2 separate regions of the Gossypium arboreum genome follow, and region 1 is linked to region 2. The links are chromatin contacts, called in public Hi-C maps. All regions are on one chromosome and are shown on one strand. The core of a region is the stretch at or near the end of the contact, and the rest is flanking DNA. Distances in the headings are between cores, read along the strand shown.

Region 1 (4,800 bases), core at 388-2,887, 130 kb after region 2:
ACCAGGGACTAAATCTTGCAAACATTTCATCTTCTTACTGATCTTTTCCCTTCTGGCCTGTATATTAAAGACAGGTAAAGGCCATACCAGTTAAAATAACTAGTAATTTTCCTTAGCAATTACAACTCGAGACACAAAATTCGAACTTACTCTTTCTGCCAAGCTGTGACTGTCAGTAGCCTGGCCACGGCGCGCCCTTACATGAATGTAATCCGGCTTCTGAACCTCACAAGCCTTGGAATTCTCCTTTGAAGAATTCCTGGAGACTTGTGTACTGCATTTTGTTTTCACCTCAGATTCCCCTTCCAGTTCACCTTTGATCCTCTTATCTTTGCTTTTACGCTCTGCAACAACCTGCACATCAAGAATGACACTACATATTGAACTGATTTGATCTAGTAATTCACATGAGTAAACAATTCATACATATTTTGCTTTCCTTAATCAAAGAAAAACCTTAGCATCGTATTCATTAAATTTATTCAGAAGCTGAAACACCTTAGCATCGTATTGATTAAATTTAATCAGAAGCTGATAAATTCGTTCTTCAAAGTGAATAAATTTGGAGTGAAGACAAAGTCAGAAACCTCAGCTTTTCTCTTGGTAAAACTCTCTCTGCTGCCACTGCCAGGGGTGGATTCCATTTTCTCCAAAATCATATCCTCTCTTTCCTCTTTCATAGCAGCAGCATGGAAAGCTGTCATCTGACAGCTAGAAGTCCGAGAAATGCAGTAACCGGGAGCAGCATCAGGCGGCACCAAATTCAACTTTTCACTGTCACCAAACTCTGGTCCTCCACCCACTGGAAAGTAGACAAATTCGTGAAAACCATCACCACTCAAATAAGCTTCTGGTCTTTTCAGCTCAACTATTGGTCCACTACCTAAATAACTCTGAAACAGAGGCACTGAACTTGCACATAATTCAAGGGGATAAGTTGCTTGTTGTCTGTCGAGCAGTGTCACGTCCATCCCGTTATAGGGTACAGCTTTCCAGGGACTGGAAACTGGAAGGAGGAGAATGGGATTCTTTTGCTTTCCTCTCTAAAGATTTTGAACACCCTGGTCGCCTAAGGTGAAGATGAATTTGTAAAGGATATATAATAATAATAAATTATATATAAAGAGAAGGATTTGGGTAGAAGAGAGGCAAAGAATCAGAAAAGAATGTAAGCCATTAACGAGAGCTTGTGGCCTATGGGACCCAGTGACATAAACGCCATGTGAGAATGTCAGTTTATAACAGAAAACGGAGAGGCTCCCTCCAAAGGGTTTCGGGTAATCTTTTCTAGGTTTGTTGAAGGTAATTCAATTTGAAGTTGAGGTGATATTTGGAGGCTTCCCACCTGCAGATTAAGATTTTTGATTTGGTGAGTTTTCAACGTCTCCCAAAGTCTTTGGCTCTAAACAAAATAAACAATCAAATCAAGTTGTTTGATGAACCTTCTATTAAAGTATTAATTTCCCTTTTTAGAAAAATAGTTCTAGTTTGATAATATTAATATTATTTTTTGATAAATATCAGGAACAGCACAAGAAATGACAGAATTTTTAATCACCGTAGTCGATTAGTTTTATCAGGAACAGGGAAGAAACAGGAGAGCAAAGTCTACACGATTTCGTTATACTCAGGAACAGGACAAAAAAAAAAAGAAAAAAAAGGAGATACGGAACAAATGGGAGTAAAGCAAGCAAAAACGACGTCGTTGTACACAACAAGCAATAACACTTGAGGGATTCCGACCCAGAATTAAGGTGGGCCATATGCAATAGCCAACTAAGCTACTCCAGCTTTTTTTCATTTTTAGTTCTGACTGAGGGTAAGAAATGTGAAAATGGAGAAAGTAACTTGATTTTCCTGTATTGCTCCTCCAGATTTAGATAAAAGAAAGCCAAATCTCAACTTATCTATTTCAAGTTTACATAAACAAATCAGTTTTTGAATCCGGATAAAGCCTAAGTGCAGCAGCAAGCAAGTAAATGTTTCTAACATTTCAAAGCAACCGGCATGCAAGGATACTTTGCAATATCCTGTGACTGATTCGGGGACAAACCTGCTTAACATGTATGCACTTCCACAGGTATTTATATTGGTTTTTTTATATAGCTTGAAGCTCATTGAGGATAAGAGATTATGGGCTGCTTAATAAAAAAAAAAAACTTTAATTTTCAAGTCAAAATATATTTGCATGGGATATATTGAATGGATTATACGAGTGACCCACCGGCAACGTGTGACAATTTAAGGCAGAATATAAACAAATCCCCCGACCAGCTTTTTCTTTTCATCTAAGAAAGAAACTCACGTCACATGATACATGACAGCAAGCATCTTCATGTTCTATTCTATACTTGAAGTTTTTATTCAAAAGAGCTAAAAATGAAGATGATAAGAGGAGTTTCAACTTTTTCATTACCATATACTTGCACTAGAGATGCGACTATAGGTTTATATTTTTCAACTATATCTTTTTATAATAAAGTTGAGAGTGTCCTAAAAGTTGTTTGAAGGTCTAATTTTCTTTTTAGTCAAAGATATAATTTCATTAAAGACATCAACGATAATAAAATTTTACTTTATTTGAGGTTGGATTCAACTCAACCTCAAATTTTATTAAAATCCAATTTTACTTCCCCATAATAGAAGGTATTAGACTTAAGAAAACCACTTATGTTTAGTTTGTTTCTTGAATACCAATTTTCACTATTATATTTACTTAACTAGTAGGAGATGGATTCAATGATGAGCCATTTTTTTTCCTTATAAATTTTCAAGAACTTCATGGTGGATTAACCGTGAGCTCACTAATAACGGGACAAAAGAAGGAAAAAAAAAAACAGACACTATAACACTAACAAATTATGCAGATAAGATATAGTTTCTAAATCTAAGGGCCCAGCTATAGTTAGATGTAAAATAAATAGCTTGAATAATGGGGTATAAGTGATATTGGACAGGAAGGCTGATTCTTAAGTAATTTTAAATCCAAAAGAAAATTATTTGACCTAACAGACCCATTTATCTGAGGCATAAAATATTTTTATTCTGTCCTTATAAGTGATGGTAGGGTAGACCATGCGTAGGGTGTGTTGAAAGGAGGTTCACCAACTTCATGTGGGTATGTCTCTACAAGATTTGACCATGAAGGCTCCTCATTAAGTAATGGTGAATAGATATTAATCTCACTCCAAAACCCCACCATTATTGGCTATTGTTCCTTGCCAACTCATTGAAGTAATGATCGAAAACTTGCCCATCAAGTTCTTTTTAATTCTATTTCTGCAATATTCAGATCTATGATTGCAATTACTGACCTTAGCTCTAACTGGACCCAAGTTCAAAATGGGTCCATCAATTATAATAAACTTTAAAGAGAGGAAAGCATGCCTATCTGATATGAACTTATCATCTCATCTATACAAAAGTCGAATATATAGCTATCTTCCATTAGCTAGGCTTCAATTTCAGCCACTAAACATTGACAAGTTCAAAGATATTGTCAGGTTTGGGAATGTTTTCTTATTGGAATTAAGTGTACACAACAAATTTTCTATTCAAATATGATTTGAAAATTTCGTCACAAATCAAAAAACTTTCTTAGTAAGTTTTAGGTATAGTTTTCAAAGTTTTAAAATAGCCTTTTCTTTTTTCAGGCAAAAATTCAGTTCAAAATTTATCAGAATTGATATTGAATGAACCTGATTTGTTTCAAAGATTGTCTAATGTTGATCTCAAAAATAGATGTGAAAAAGATGCTAAGATGCTTAACATAAAATATGATTTGATTTAGATTTAAAGGTTATTGAGACTTGATATTAAAAATAGAATTAATTTTTTTTGTAAACCAAATTAGATTAGAGCAAATTTGATCTAAGAATTTTTTATAATTAATCTTGGCGAATAAATTTGTTTCAAAGATTTTTTAAACTTAAAGAATGAATTTGATCTCATTTGTATCAACTTAATCAAATTGAAAAACTAATTTTTAGAGATTTCCTAAAAACATGCACAATGTTATTTAAGAGTTTTTTTTTTTTTTTTTGGATTTATGGGAAGAATTTTCAAAATTTGGAGAGAGTTTCAATACTCGATCCTCTTTCTTGGCTTGGTTTTTATAGTACGAGTTAATCAATAAAAAAGTTTTTTATTGAACATGATTTCTGCAGGAGAGTTAAAAAGACCTTTTTTTTATCACATTTTCTATAAATTAATTTAATTCAATTAAATATATGTAATTGTTAAAGAATATAATCTCATTATAAAATATTTATTTTTCTCTTAATTAAAGTAGAAATAAATAATAATGACATGGCAAGTTATATAATCTTTTTAATGCATGGTAATTTGTAAGTCACATGGGAATTTCTAATTTGTTCGAATTATTTTATCTACAAATGCTTCTCAAGACTTGATCTAGTTTTGGTTCAGAAAATTTTCTGTATTTTTGAATTTTCTTAGACGATAAATTTGCCAGCTTAATGTATGCCATCAAGAATAATTTTTTATGTTTTAATTCTAATTGTGTTAGAGCAAACTACTAAAGCATTAAATGTTACAGCATTACATAGCACATTATGAGTAATGTTATAAACCTTAGCAAATTGGACTTGCAATAGATTTTGATTACTTTTTAGTAACATCAAATTAAGATTAAAAAAAAGGAAATTAGATACGGGAGAATCTTAAATTTACAAGAATTTTATTTTATTTATTTTGAGTAGATTAATGAAGAAATTAAGGATTTTGCATCGAGTATTTTCTGGGGAATTGATTCTATCGTTTATTCAAACTAGACGTGGA
Region 2 (4,590 bases), core at 1,799-4,298:
ATTATATTGCTTATGACCTACTGAGTTGAATACTCATTTGGTGTGTTTGCTTGTCTCCTATTTAGATTTCCTTGACCCATTTTGCGTGCTTGGAATCATCGTCGAAGTCATCACACCAGCTTGCAACATTTTGGTACCCTCTTCTTAATTGATCTAAATGAACATTTCGGCATGTATAGGCTAATATGTATTTTGTTTGAACGTTGATATGTATACTTCCAGCCATGTGAATATGGCTTAAATACTAAGTTTGAATTTGGTTATGTTTAATCATGGTATAAATCGTCTTGGTTATAATTTGTAATGCTATTAATGAATTATATATATATATCTATACATATGTTTGAGTGTTGAAAATGCTAAGAAATATTGATTATGTGTTTTTGGGGTAGTTCGATTATGACACATTTATATAGGTGATTAATTGCAATTTGGCTATTGTATATGATCTTAGTATTTAAATTGAGATAGCGTAATGGGTCATCTGGTTATGTCTGAACATAACATAAAATCGTATGATATGGTTGTTATATGATGTAAACTTATGTAATGGTTTTGATTGAACTTGATAATGATTAATTATGTGTTCCGGCTATGTATGAATAAGGATCGTATATGGTAGTATAATGAATTATGCATTATTAAAGATGAACTTAACGAAATGAAGATGATAGAAGAAGATGCATGAAAATTTTACGAATAAGTATTTGGTTCGGTAATATCTCGTAACCCATTCCAGCGATGGAAACGGGTTAGGGGTGTTACAGTAAGTTTCATATATGTATGCATGTCAACACGTATCTTACTCTAAACCTAATACGTGTTTATGTGGTCTCATACGCGATCTCACGTGTGACTTCGCAGGAGAATGTAGATACTTATCTTGCGAACACCTATTATTATGCGAGCTCAATAGAATAGGTCGATAATGCCAAGTATCAAAACAAAGCTCAATATAGAAAAGGAGGGCTTTTCCTCCTTACCTCCCAACAAATCTCAAAAGACTAAACCCTCGTTCCTCTCCTCTCCATTCACATTAGCACTCTCTTATCTTTTTAACTCTCGGTCTTAGCATGGGTGAATTGGCCTTCCTCACACCATCATCTTCTTCTCTCTAGTTGATTTGTATATCAACAATTATTTATTTGTATTTATAAATTTTTTTTTTTTAAATGATAGAATTCATAGTTAGAGATCCAAATTACGGAAGTAGTCATCCCCGAATCATGAAATGTGATTTGGTAACATTGACAAGAAGTAAATTAAAATTAGATAAACAGGTAGGTAGGTAGGTAAGGTACCTGAAAACTAAAGTCCTCCTACTTCACTAATCTTATACCCAGGACCATAGGCACTTCCTTTTTTAAGTTATAAAACCCAAGAAAGGATTCAACTTGTCTAGGTTCGGTGTACCTAACCCAAAGTCAGCTACCTATATATTTCTCTCTTTTCCTTTGTTGTATCGGTTTCAGTTGTGTGATATATAGATGACGATGTTGGAAGAGCAAAAGGATCAATCCACTTTGGTGAACCCACAACTGTCGCCGCCAAATTCATATGGCGCCGTCGTTCTTGGTGGCACCTTTGACCGCTTGCACGACGGCCACTGCCTCTTCCTCAAAGTAAAACTGACATAATCATCTCTCTCTCAAACTATGTTTTACTTTTATTTCTTTATCCCAATATGATTCTAAGAGACAAAACTTTTGCTGGAAATAGTCAGCAGCGGAGATTGCCAGGGATCGAATCGTGGTGGGTGTTTGTGATGGTCCCATGTTATCCAAAAAACAGGTAATTTTTTTTTTTCTCATTCAATATGCTTTTTACTCTGAACTAATCTAAATCCTAAACTTGTTTACTTGGTTTAAAATGGATTAAGAGAAAAAGGCATTTGATTAACTGTAGCAATCCTTCTCTTATTGATAGTTTGCTGAATTGATACAACCCATTGAAGAAAGGATGCATAATGTTGAGAATTACATTAAGGTATGTAAGTATTTTTATGAGAAAAGACCATGAAAGAGTATTGGGGGGGGGGGTGATCAGTCATTCGATGATTTTCTCTATTAATAAATTTTGCTTATATTTTTGCAGTCTATCAAACCAAAGCTAGTAGTCCAAGTTGAACCTATTACAGATCCCTATGGACCTTCAATCATTGATGAACATTTGGAGGCCATTCTTGTCAGGTTTGTTACTGACTAACTTCTCAATACAAGAGAACTCTTTGGTAATCCACTTCACATGAATGCTTACTTTGCTTTCTTGATCTTGTGCTCTGAATTGATGTTTCCTTTCTGGATATGCCTCCTTTTCACAATGAATTAACGTTGATTCGGCTTGTTCGAGTTAGTAAAAGTGGCAACAAGAGATGAAGTACATCATATTAACCTTATATAATGCTAGTGAATCCTTCTTTGCCTAACTGCACTAGTTTCTTGACAGTAAGGAGACATTACCAGGTGGAGTCTCCGTTAATAAGAAAAGAGCTGAAAGAGGCCTTTCACAGTTAAAGGTTTGTTTTTGTCTGGTTAATTTCCATGCTGTTGGTAGTATTTGAAAGTAAGACAAATTTTGTTTATAATTTCACAAAATTTTTCAAGGAAAACGTCTTCATATGGTGCCATTTTCTGCAGATTGAAGTTGTAGATCTAGTTTCTGAAGGATGTACTGGAGGCAAGTTGAGTTCAACAACACTAAGGAAGCTTGAAGCTGAGAAAGCCAAAAACCAGGAGTCTGCCACAAGCTTGATGGTAACAAGCTGATATCATATCAATGGCTGCAAGAAAGGTGGCCATATTTCGATGGTTCTTTTTTTTTTTCCTTTTTCTTTTTGTGAAACTCCAACAGCAAAAATGTACAAGGACACCTGAAATTTAATAAAATTAAGCATGCAAGTGTCTTCTTATTAAAAGTATCAATATTGTTAAGATTTAAATAGCTTGACGAAAGATCAAATAAGGACCACATAAAGGAAATGCAAGGATAACCATATGTATGAAGTTATCAAAAACCTTATCTACATTTGTTAGATTAAATTGAGGAAAGAAACTATTTTTGCCTTACTAACCAATAAATGACACCCCTCACTTTATCTCCAACAAAGCAGCTGTCCCTGGAATTGAATGCCACCCAGACCTTACCTGTACTTGAACAATGTTCAACAATGGAGGAACTCAAGCAGATTCATGCACAGATGTTAAAAACAGGCCTTGTTGCAGATACCGTCTTAGTAAGCAAAGTCCTTACTTTTTGTGTGTCTTCGAAATATGGTAATCTAGAACACGCTCGGATGGTTTTTGATAGAGTAAATAGGCCCAATACTTTCATGTACAACACCATGATTAAAGGATACTCAGAGAACAACAAACCAGAAACAGCCCTTCTTTTATATCAGCATATGCTGGATCTTTCAGTTCCACATAATTCCTACACTTTTCCTTTCCTGCTTAAAGCTTGTTCCAGTTTGTCAGCTATGGAAGAAACCAAGCAAATTCATGCTCACGTTGTTAAGTTAGGTTTCCGCTCAGATGTTTATGCTGTGAATTCCTTGCTTCATGTCTATGCATCATCCGGCAGCATGGAAGCTGCGCGTTTGCTCTTTGACCAGGTCTTGAAACGAGACGTCGTTTCTTGGAACTTGATGATTGATGGCTATGCAAAGTGTGGCAAGATGGAAACTGCATATGAATTTTTCAAGAACATGCCAACGAAGAATGTCATCTCTTGGACAACTATGATATCTGGATATGTTGGGGCGGGCATGTACAAGGAAGCCTTGAATTTATTTCAAGAAATGCAGATTGAAGGTGTGCAACCAGACAAAGTTGCCCTTGCAAGCACTCTCTCTGCTTGTTCATATCTCGGAGCGTTGGATCAAGGGAGATGGATTCATGCATATATTGACAAGATAGGAATTGTGATTGATCCAATCTTAGGCTGCGCCCTTACAGATATGTATGCAAAGTGTGGTGACATGGAAGAAGCTTTAGAAGTTTTTAAGAAACAGAAGAAAAAGGAAGTTGCTTTGTGGACTGCATTGATTTATGGATTTGCAATTCATGGTCGTGGAAGAGAAGCGCTGGACTGGTTTGAGACTATGCAGAAGGTCGGAATCAAGCCAAACCATGTCACTTTTACAGCAATTCTGACAGCATGTAGCTACTCAGGACTGGTTGATAAAGGAAAATCATTGTTTGAGAGCATCGAACGAGTTCATAAATTAAGGCCAAGAATAGAGCATTATGGCTGCATGGTTGATCTACTAGGCCGAGCAGGGCTCCTGGAAGAAGCAAAGGGATTGATTGAGCTAATGCCTGTAAAACCAAATGCTGTTGTTTGGGGAGCATTGCTCAATGCCTGCCGGATTCATAAAAATGTCGAATTAGGTACAAAGGTAGGGAAACTGCTGCTTGAAGAAGATCCGGACCATGGTGGTCGGTATGTTCACTTGGCGAGCATTCATGCAGCAGCAGGGGACTGGGACCAAGCAGTTGAAGCAAGGAGGGAGATGAAAGAACGAGGGGTTTCGAAACTTCCGGGATGCAGTGCAATTAGTCTGAATGGGGTTGTCCATGAATTCTTGGCCGG

What was found. Hi-C and Micro-C count contacts between places; a contact is called where the count stands out from the background.
Region 1: a contact with region 2 is called in a Hi-C map of leaf, with 2.2 times the contacts expected there. The contact joins the promoter of LOC108477454 here to the promoter of LOC108476827 in region 2. A contact is called at or near these places in 2 of 5 Hi-C or Micro-C datasets (both in leaf).

Annotation. Positions count from the first base shown.
Region 1 is chr12:15,650,723-15,655,522 of ASM2569848v2, forward strand. LOC108477454 (transcription factor BEE 2-like) reads right to left here and starts at 1,638. Exons shown (of 7, transcript XM_017780002.2): 1 at 594-1,638; 2 at 151-354; 3 at 1-57. The coding sequence starts at 971.
Region 2 is chr12:15,520,698-15,525,287 of ASM2569848v2, forward strand. It overlaps LOC108476827 (pentatricopeptide repeat-containing protein At5g66520), which reads left to right and starts at 3,049. Exons shown (of 1, transcript XM_017779185.2): 1 at 3,049-4,590. The coding sequence starts at 3,077. It overlaps LOC108476829 (phosphopantetheine adenylyltransferase-like), which reads left to right and starts at 1,285. Exons shown (of 6, transcript XM_017779186.2): 1 at 1,285-1,622; 2 at 1,720-1,791; 3 at 1,927-1,986; 4 at 2,095-2,189; 5 at 2,446-2,515; 6 at 2,637-2,914. The coding sequence starts at 1,488. The coding sequence ends at 2,765. LOC128285597 (a long non-coding RNA gene) reads left to right here. Exons shown (of 3, transcript XR_008276089.1): 3 at 66-304.